2 separate regions of the Zea mays genome follow, and region 1 is linked to region 2. The links are chromatin contacts, called in public Hi-C maps. All regions are on one chromosome and are shown on one strand. The core of a region is the stretch at or near the end of the contact, and the rest is flanking DNA. Distances in the headings are between cores, read along the strand shown.

Region 1 (4,379 bases), core at 225-2,724, 280 kb before region 2:
CGGCCTCGCCGACGCCGTCGAAGAGCAGGGCAGTGGTCGGGATCTGGGAGCCGATGTGGAAGTGCTGCAGCTGGACGTAGAAAGATAGAGAGAGGGGCAGAGAGCAGATGAGAAAGGATCAAACCGGAGAGAAGTTTGCCAGCGGTGTCGACGTTGCCGGCGTCGGAGAGGAAGACTCCTTGCGCTGCCGCCGCTCTCCTCGGACACGGAGCGGTCACAGCTTCGTGGTTTGTTTCCAGACCCTAGGAGTCATGGCTCGGATCCAGGATCCACTGTAGCAAAAAAAAATTCCAAACCTATGGGCTTGAATTCCGGTGGGCTTAACCGAACGCGAAAAAAATTAAAATCTCAATTTTTTCCTGGGCTTGGAATATAGCCTGGATTGGGCTACAATCCAGCCTCATCCCAGTCTGGATGGGCTTAAACGAACGAAGCCTAACTTGATGGAGCCAGCCGAGGCCGAGGGCGGAGCGCCCCCAATCCCGACTAGGAAAAAGAATCCGGCTGCCGTCCGTTGGCCCACTCTCTGCTCATCCTCTTCCAGTCTTTCTACACCCAAACCCCATATCGCACGCGTCGAGTGCCAAAATCTCAATCCCAATTAGAGATGACAATGAATAAATAGTCACTGGGTATTACTATCTTATACTCATACTCACGACAAAAAATCAACCTCATCAGATCATCCATATCCACTAGCGGGTATGGATTCACCCTCATACCCATACACACAAAGATTAAACATTTATCAAAATAATACATTATACAAATGTCAAGTATTTCCATCTAAATACTATTACAAAATTTCTAGCTTCACTCAGTCATCCATTCAACAACACCATAGGTAATTGAATAATGTAGCAACACTAGAATAGTACCACATAACATATTACATATTTTATTACATGGCAATCAAGTAGTTGTTAATCTTTTTATGACATTATCGTTCAAAAAGATTGTTAAACAGTTAAAAAAAGATGATTGAAGTCTAAATTTATGCTTTTAGGTCAAGTTTATACTGAATATTTTATACTCTAATACGGGTGAAGATAGACCATTCTAATATCTGTTTATCTAAATTCTTTATCAATAAAAAACACATAGATAGAATATTTATTATATATATATATAATCTAATGGAATAAATATATCGGGTCGCGGGTACCATTCCCAAGATTTTTGATGTCTAAGTTGTCACATTTTGCTTAACTTTTATGTCTAAGGTTAAGGGTCTATTTGGTTCGTGACTAACTTTGCCACACTTTGCTTAAGATTAATTGTCTGAATTGAAGAACTAACTTTAGACAGAAAAGTTAAGTAAAGTGTAGCAAGTTAGACTATAAATCAAATATGCTCTAGTTCTTTAATTCGTACTACTAACCTTAGTCGGTCAGTGACACGTTAGCCACAAACAAACAGGCCCTAAAGTCATCCCAATCCAATTACGCCACGCCTGCGCCGCCAGCCCGCCACATCTGTCACACCGCCCAAAGTTCGGAGGGAAGTCCTCAACGACGTCGCGGCCATTTGCAGCTCGGACGATGGCGTCCAATTCCGCGGCCCCGGCTGCCGCCGACGGGGGCGACGACCTCGACCAGCTCCTCGACAGCGCGCTCGACGACTTCACCAGCCTCGACCTCTCCGCATCTGCCGCCCCCAAAAGGTACTGTCTCTGGCCTATCCTCGTCGGAGCCAAAAGCTGCTTCCGCTAGGATTTCGAGCGAATAACTGACTCTCGAGTCTCGCTCTACAGCGCCGGTGAGGCATCGGGGTCAGGATCGGGAGGCAAGGGGCCGGTGAAGGGGCTGGGGCTGGGGCTTCCGGACCCCAAGGTGCCGAAGCGGCGCGCGGGGAAGCAGCCACCGCCGAGGGGCGCGTGCGCCAAAGAGGCGCTTGAGGAGCTGACGCGCGAGACGCGGGAGGCTGTGCGCGAGCTCGAGACGGCCACTGGGGGTGTTCCGTCACTGGACGATGACGCCATGATGGAGGAGTTCGTCAAACAGTTCGAGGAGTTCGCAGGGGCACAGGCAATTCTCTAGTCTCTCTATTGCACAATTACATGTACAATTGGGAAATGATTGTTTTGTTCATGATAGTATCTACAGTTTTTGCCCCCTTCGAAACAATACCTATAGTCTGTTACCTGAAGCTTGCTTGATACTAACTCTGTCCGAAATTACAGTTCAAGCTTATCTAAATTTGACCGAGTTTTTAGAAAAAAACACACACCAACATTTATACAAAATCAAATTAGTTTCATTAAATTTCCCATGACATCTCTCTTGATAGTGCATTTAATTGTAGATGTTAATATGTTTCTTTCTAAAAACGTGGTCAAAATTTGACAAGTTTGACTTAGGACAAACGCAAAGCGAATTATAATTTTGAATGGAGGAGTATGACTGAACCATTGTGTATTTTATGTTGGCATTGTTGAAACGTGTTCTCAGACTACTTTTGATGTCCACACGGTGGGGGTTGGGAGGTGAGGAGTCTGTTCCTTGTTTTCAGCTACTTATCTTCCATTTCTCTCGGCACGTCATGGTTTCAATCTGGTCAAGGGAAGAAGGAAAATAGTGGAGTGCTGCTAGCAGGCCAGGGCCTGAGCGGCACAATGACCATGGGGGTAGCCGCCCAGCAGCTATGCAAACGGGGAGGGCATGAAGGATGTCCAGATAGTGAGGTGCTATGCGGCCAGTAAATGACATGTAGGGACCAGGAGCTGATGCCATCGCCGAGTGAAATGGCATGTAGGTATGTAGGGAAGTGAAACAGCATGTAGATCAATAAGCAGTAATAGTACAGAAAGAAATTGCAGAGTGGCGCCTGTTCAATCTGTTCATCATCCAAGAGCATGGCTCCTGTTTTCAACTAGAGTGACGGAAACTCTATTGCAGAGTGGCGAAAGTGGCAGAAGTGAAGGCGCCTGTAGAGCATCGGTTCGATGGAACAAACGGATTTCGTAAAGGGGAAGTGAAGACGTCTGTTGCTACTTGGGTTACGAGCCAGAGGCATTCCTTCACGGAGAGACGGCTCCACGATTTTTTTGCAAATGCCCCTTTAGACACCTCAAGAGCCCCTATATTAAACACCAATGTACATGTCCTAATATAGCTAAGGGGAACATATCTGGTGCAAACCAATCCCTCTGTGCAACCGTGCAAACTTCTAATCTAGGCCATATAATGTTGATCCAAAGGGGGTGCGCTGGGGAGTGAGAGGGGACATTTGCAAAAGTGTGATTAGGAGCGGACGGTTAAGTGCAAAATTATCCACTACCGCGCGTCCCCTTAAATCAACATCATGTGACTCAGATTAGAAGTTTACACGGTTGCACGGAAGGGTTGGTTTGCACTAGATATGTTCCCTATAGCTAAATGCTATAGCCAGCTATTTGGAACACTGATTCGATGTGACTGAACATAGATATTTCACTTCTATATGACTATATCTCATCTCAAGGAATTATCAATTATCATGCTACTGTTTGATGTTAGAGCATAATTAATTTAAAAAGTAAATTTCACAACATATATTTTACGATCATGGATTCTGAAAACTACATGCTCTTCATTAGTTGGCAATTGCAACTCACCATAGATTTTATGGCAACAATATATCATTAACTGTCACCCTAATTTAATCACACCTCAGTTGCTCATTAGCCCTTCGTTACATGCTTGTTGGTCCACTCTGTTCACTAGGATGCAACTTTGTGAAATCCTGTGACCATAACCCATGTGGGTTTAAGTTCCACTAGCAACTTCTTGGTTTTTGGGAAACCTTATCACCTTTGAACCTGGGACAATGACACTAGCGAAAAGACTGGGGTTTTCTTCAATGATTGTATTATGGCAGTGGCTAAGGAGAGGGGGCCGGCCGGGAGGCCTTGCCCACGTCCGAGCAAGAGAGAAGGCTTTTCTTCTAATTTCTGTTTGATCAGATTGATACATCTCCTCTCCTTATATAGAAATACCTGACCCCTAAGCAAGAGACCCTTATATTTAATTAACGCTAACCCTAATGGGCTATACTGCCAACCCAGGTCCAATAGGCTTGACATGTCTCTAACGGACTGCCATGAAACTTATTATCCACCCTGCTTTTCACTTTGGACCTGTATATTTGTGAGCTAATGCTTTTCTTTTGTCATCCACAGGATATGGACTCCATTGTTGAAACAATGATGCAGCAGCTTTTGTCCAAGGAGATTCTTCATGAGCCCATGAAGGACATTGTGGAAAAATATCCAAAATGGCTGGAGGATAATAAAAACAAGATAAGCAAAGAAGAATATGAGCGTTATAATAATCAGCTAGAACTCATGGTGAAGCTTATTGAGGTCTATGAAAATGATCCTGAGAACATGACTAAGATTT
Region 2 (4,649 bases), core at 605-3,104:
AGCGTTAATCAAGTGGCCCTTGCAGTCATCGGATATTGCTAGTAGTTGAGGTCTTGTTGATCTGGTCTAGTGGGTTTTTGTTCTTCTCTTTTTATTTTTTCTTTCTTATCCTCTCCCCTCCGGTTCTTTGGTTTTGTATCTTCCATTTCTTTGCTCTCTAATCTAATATATTTCGGAGCGGCAAGTCTTTTGCCCCTTCCTTTCAAAAAAAAATTTATACAAAGCCATATAGACCACAGAACATTAGCTCCACCCATGAAAATGAGCTTCTTAACACTGGGTTTAGCTCCCTTAGTCCACTGCCCAAAATAGTGTGTGCAGCATTTTGTGGAGCCATAATTTCAGTGCAAATTTCAACTAATCTCCAAAGGAATCTAGCAAAGAAACATTTGAAGAAGAGATGATCAATGCTTTCATTATAGCTACACTAACAACATTTTAAACTACCCTTCCACTTCTTTTTAACTACATTATCTTTGGTGAGTGTAACTCCTTCATGGATATACCAAAGAAACACCTTCATCTTCCGGGTCACTTTTGTTTTCCGTATTGATACATGTTTAGGTGCAATATTAAGATTACACAACTTATCATACATGGAGCCCACAGAAAATTTGTCATTTTTAAGGAAGCCAAAAAAATCCCTATCACTGGTAAGTTGTATAGGTTGTACTCTTAGCAAAAAGATGTTGCAATTTAGCCTCAATTCTTCGCACTATTCCCTCCTGAAAATAATTTCGGTGGATCAAAACCAACTACCTCAGCCATAGATGCTTGCTTTCTAAAGGCTATGTTATATAGACATAGATAATGATTTTAAGGCATTTGTACCGAGCCATATGGCATCCCCAAACCTAACTAGCTAGCTCCCCATCTTGGAGTGCAAAACGACCAAACTGTACAAACTGGCTTCATTGAAAAGCCTAAATAACCATTTACTAAGGAGGCATGTATTATGTAGTCCTAAGACCAACTCCAGCAACACTCCCCATCCCACTCCGCATCCGCATTTTGCACGGTCTGAGGCACTATTGCGCTCTCCAGCAGGCTCCGCATCCCTCTCCGCAAAATAGACGCCGTGTCCCTGCACTCCCCATTTCCACGCTTTCTCTCTCCTCTCCGCAGCTCTCTGCGTGCGCGCGCGGCTGCTCGCGGGCCCCAGGTGTCATAGACTGCATGCGGAGTGGGATGGGGAGTGTTGCTGGAAACGGAGACGGATACGGAGAGGAGAGAGAATCTGTTGGCCGCGCGTTTTAGGGATACGGAGAGGGAGTCTGCTGGAGTTGGTCTAAGTCCTTTATCCCCAGACTGCCCTACTCAACTGGTCTATACATAATACTCCATCTTGCTAGTCTATATTTTTTTTCCTTCTGTTGTACTCCTTGCCTAAAGAATATTGATCTAAAGTTTCAAGCCCTCTTTAGGAATTTCAAAGCAAGAAACCATATAAACCACCAAATCACTCAGCACAAAATTTACTAGTGTCAACCTTCCTCCATAGATTAAGTATTTGGCTTTCCAAGAATTTCGTTTTCTTTCAAACTTTTCTTCCACTATTGTCCGATCCTTGTTGTGTAGTCCAGTACGATGCATGGGAAATGAATTTTGCTGGCACAGCAGCAGGTCCGCCTGATATCTGATCTGAGCTGCTTATTTATGTTACTGTATATGCCTGCTTTTTTTTCTTACATTATCACTGATGATTTCTGTGTCTGGCTGTCTGCGTTGCATAGTAGGGTTCACCTGTCAGCGAAAAGCTTTACAAGCCAAGGCCCAATAGCTAGGAGGCCCAGCTATGGAAGCCTAAACACAGCTTCCCAGGCCAGGCCTCCCTCACAAACCGCCCCAATCCCCAAAGAGTAGACGCAACGGCACAACGCAAGCGCGCGCTCTGCAACTAACCAAGAAGAGGGGAGAGGCAAAGCGCAGAGCGAAGCCAAGAAGATGGCCGCGGCTGCCGCCGTCCCGGACGGCGTCTCCTCCTGCGGGAGCACCAACATGCGCCGCGCCGACCACCTTCCTCAGCTCCCGATTCCGCTGCCCTGCATGGGCGAGCCCACCGCCGCCTCCCGCGTCTCGCCGGGCTCCTCCCCGGCCCGCTCCGAGGCCTCGCGAGGCGCCCCCTGCTACAACGCCGACGCCGAGCCGGACCCGGACCCGGAGCCGGAGCCCGAGGCGTCCGTGGGGCGGAGCACGCAGATGCTGCTCGCGATGGCCGCCATGGGCGGGCACGGCGGGCACTACGGCCGCCGCCCGGCCTCGTCCTACGGCAGCTGCGCCGCGTGGAGCGCCGGGTCGCTCACCAGGCACCGCCCCGCATCGCCGTCCCCGATCTGCAGCCCCGCGAACAGCCACGACGGCGGCGGCGAGGAGGAGGAGGACCGCGAACCGCACGGCGGTGACGACGCCTCCTCGTTTGTCACGCCACGGGTGGTCAGTTTTCGTGCTCTTTTAAGTCTTAACTTGTTGGCGCCCCTTTTGTTCCTGGACTGATTCTTGCTCGATATGGAGCGAAGGTGCCTCCGTGGTCCTCGGTTCTCCACCTGTACTGCATTTGATCTTGATTCCATGCTTAGTAGCTTGCAGTCTTGAATGCTGTCAGGATGCGCTGATACATTCTGCTAGTCCATGCTGGCGTAGAGGTGGTTTCTTTTCTTGGACGGAGCTGGTTTCTTTTCTTACAATTTTCTAGGCTTTTTGATAAATTCTTAAATGTGTTAATGTTGCTGGACTAGATGGATTGCTCCCAAGACTTAGGGAGTGTTTGGTTTGAGGAATCACTCCATCCAAAATGTGGTGGTGTAGCATGGATCTATTCCTCAAATTTGGTGGGATGAACTTATTCCTCATATTAGTACTAACTTACTAACTATAAGGAATAAGGTGATGATGGATCAACTCATTTCATTCCACAAACCAAACAAAAATGTGAGGAGTGAGAAGATGATGGACTAGCCCATTCCTCAAACCAAACAGCCTATTAGGTAACTGACTAGCAGCAAAGCCTGCTCCTTCACGACTTGGGCTTCTCGTCAGTTACCACGTTTCTGCAGAGGGCCAAAACCCATAGCATCATGTACTTGTTCATCTAGATTTCTGCATTACCTTGTTAACTTCTGCTCATCTAACTTCTGTGTCTGATTCCATCCGATTGTTATGCATGAAGGTCCCATTTTCTTTGTAAACTTTATTATTTTTTCAATCCCTTTGGTACTTCACAACCTAGATTGAAGCAGAAACTAACAATCCAAATCTATTCTGAAGGAAGAAGAGCAAGGCAGGACCAGAGCAGATTTCATGAATCCTTCTGCTATGCCACGGAATATCAGACTGCAGACACCCAGGCACCCTTCTCTGCTGGATAGGAGAGGTGCCTCCTTTTGTTGTCGCCTCTGTTCATATATTAGGCACACAATTTTTTTTCTTGCAATTCATGTTCAATAATATGCAGTTGAAGGCGCCAATCAAATGCCTCCGAGATTCATCCACAAGACCACACCAGCTAGATTTATGCGCCGAGTTCGCTCCTCACGTAATTTCCGACAGCGCGTGGATGCATTAGATGCTACCAATGAATGGAGATTGCCCAAAGTCAGTGAAGGGGATGACGAGGGAGGTGATAAAAAAGACTGGCAGAGCAATACCGTGTCATCTCGCGTATCTTCAGGTAAGCCTGAACCTCATGGAGTTCATCAGATATCCAGCCTAATCTGAACTTTGACACAGTCGTGTATGCTGCAGCCCGTGATTGGAATTTTGAGTCTGACGGTGCCTATCAGGGTAGCAATCGTAGTGATCGTGCATTTGGCGATTCAGATGGTGAGAACTGTCCAGTTGAAGTGCAAAGGACAGAGAGATGGACCCCGAGCTCCGTGTTAAAACCCCAAGGCAATTTAGTCCATGCTAAGTTGGTTGCCTGGAAGGATGCGCAGATTGCAAAGCTCATAGAAAAGTAATCCTTCTTATCCCATTTTTCATAACATCCAAACTTGATATTCATTACCAATTAATTTTGGACGTGTTCAGAGAGAGAATCATAGTATAAGAATATTGTATTGCTACGGTGGTCAGATTTGAATTTTTGACATGTACAATATCACTTCAGCCTGAAATTGTGTTTTGAAGTTACAAGCTCAATTCATTACTGGTGTTATGGTGTGGGTATGAAAACATGGACTCCTGTGAGTAATCACTATGCATTATTTTTCAAATCTTCAAATTTCATAACCCACAGGTCTTAATTTTCTAGTCAGAGTACTAATGTTACTTGAACCATATAGGCTGAAAAAGAAAGAAGCCGATATTGATGATTGGCAGAGGAAGAAGACCATAAAGGCCAGGCAGAAGATGAGAAGCGCTGAGGTATGGTCTATAATGGCAGTCAGCAGTTCTACTTGAAATGGACAGATTTGCTTTCCTAATTTCACACACCCCCTTTGTACCTCGACTGGAAACAGTTGAAGCTGGAGAAGAAGAGAGCGGAAATCGCAGAAAAGATGCAAAAGGCAATAAAGCGTGCACAAAAAAAGGCTGATAAGAAGAAAGTCAAGGAGCAGGTAGCCACTAAAGTTCAGATTGATGGTGTTGAGAGAGCATTGGATAAGATGTCAAGGACAGGAAAACTCCCCTGGTCACTGGCTTTTCTGTGA

The links. Hi-C and Micro-C count contacts between places; a contact is called where the count stands out from the background.
Region 1: a contact with region 2 is called in a Hi-C map of tassel, with 2.2 times the contacts expected there. The contact joins the promoter of LOC100303903 here to the promoter of LOC100217016 in region 2. A contact is called at or near these places in 2 of 25 Hi-C or Micro-C datasets (ear and tassel).

What each region holds. Positions count from the first base shown.
Region 1 is chr4:158,167,734-158,172,112 of Zm-B73-REFERENCE-NAM-5.0, reverse strand. LOC100303903 reads left to right here and starts at 1,474. Exons shown (of 4, transcript NM_001165487.2): 1 at 1,474-1,663; 2 at 1,754-2,027; 3 at 4,160-4,379. The coding sequence starts at 1,542. It also overlaps the pseudogene LOC103653874.
Region 2 is chr4:157,889,553-157,894,201 of Zm-B73-REFERENCE-NAM-5.0, reverse strand. It overlaps LOC100217016 (F-box protein), which reads left to right and starts at 1,854. Exons shown (of 6, transcript NM_001175120.1): 1 at 1,854-2,433; 2 at 3,265-3,370; 3 at 3,452-3,667; 4 at 3,742-3,952; 5 at 4,281-4,362; 6 at 4,458-4,649. The coding sequence starts at 1,945. The coding sequence ends at 4,649.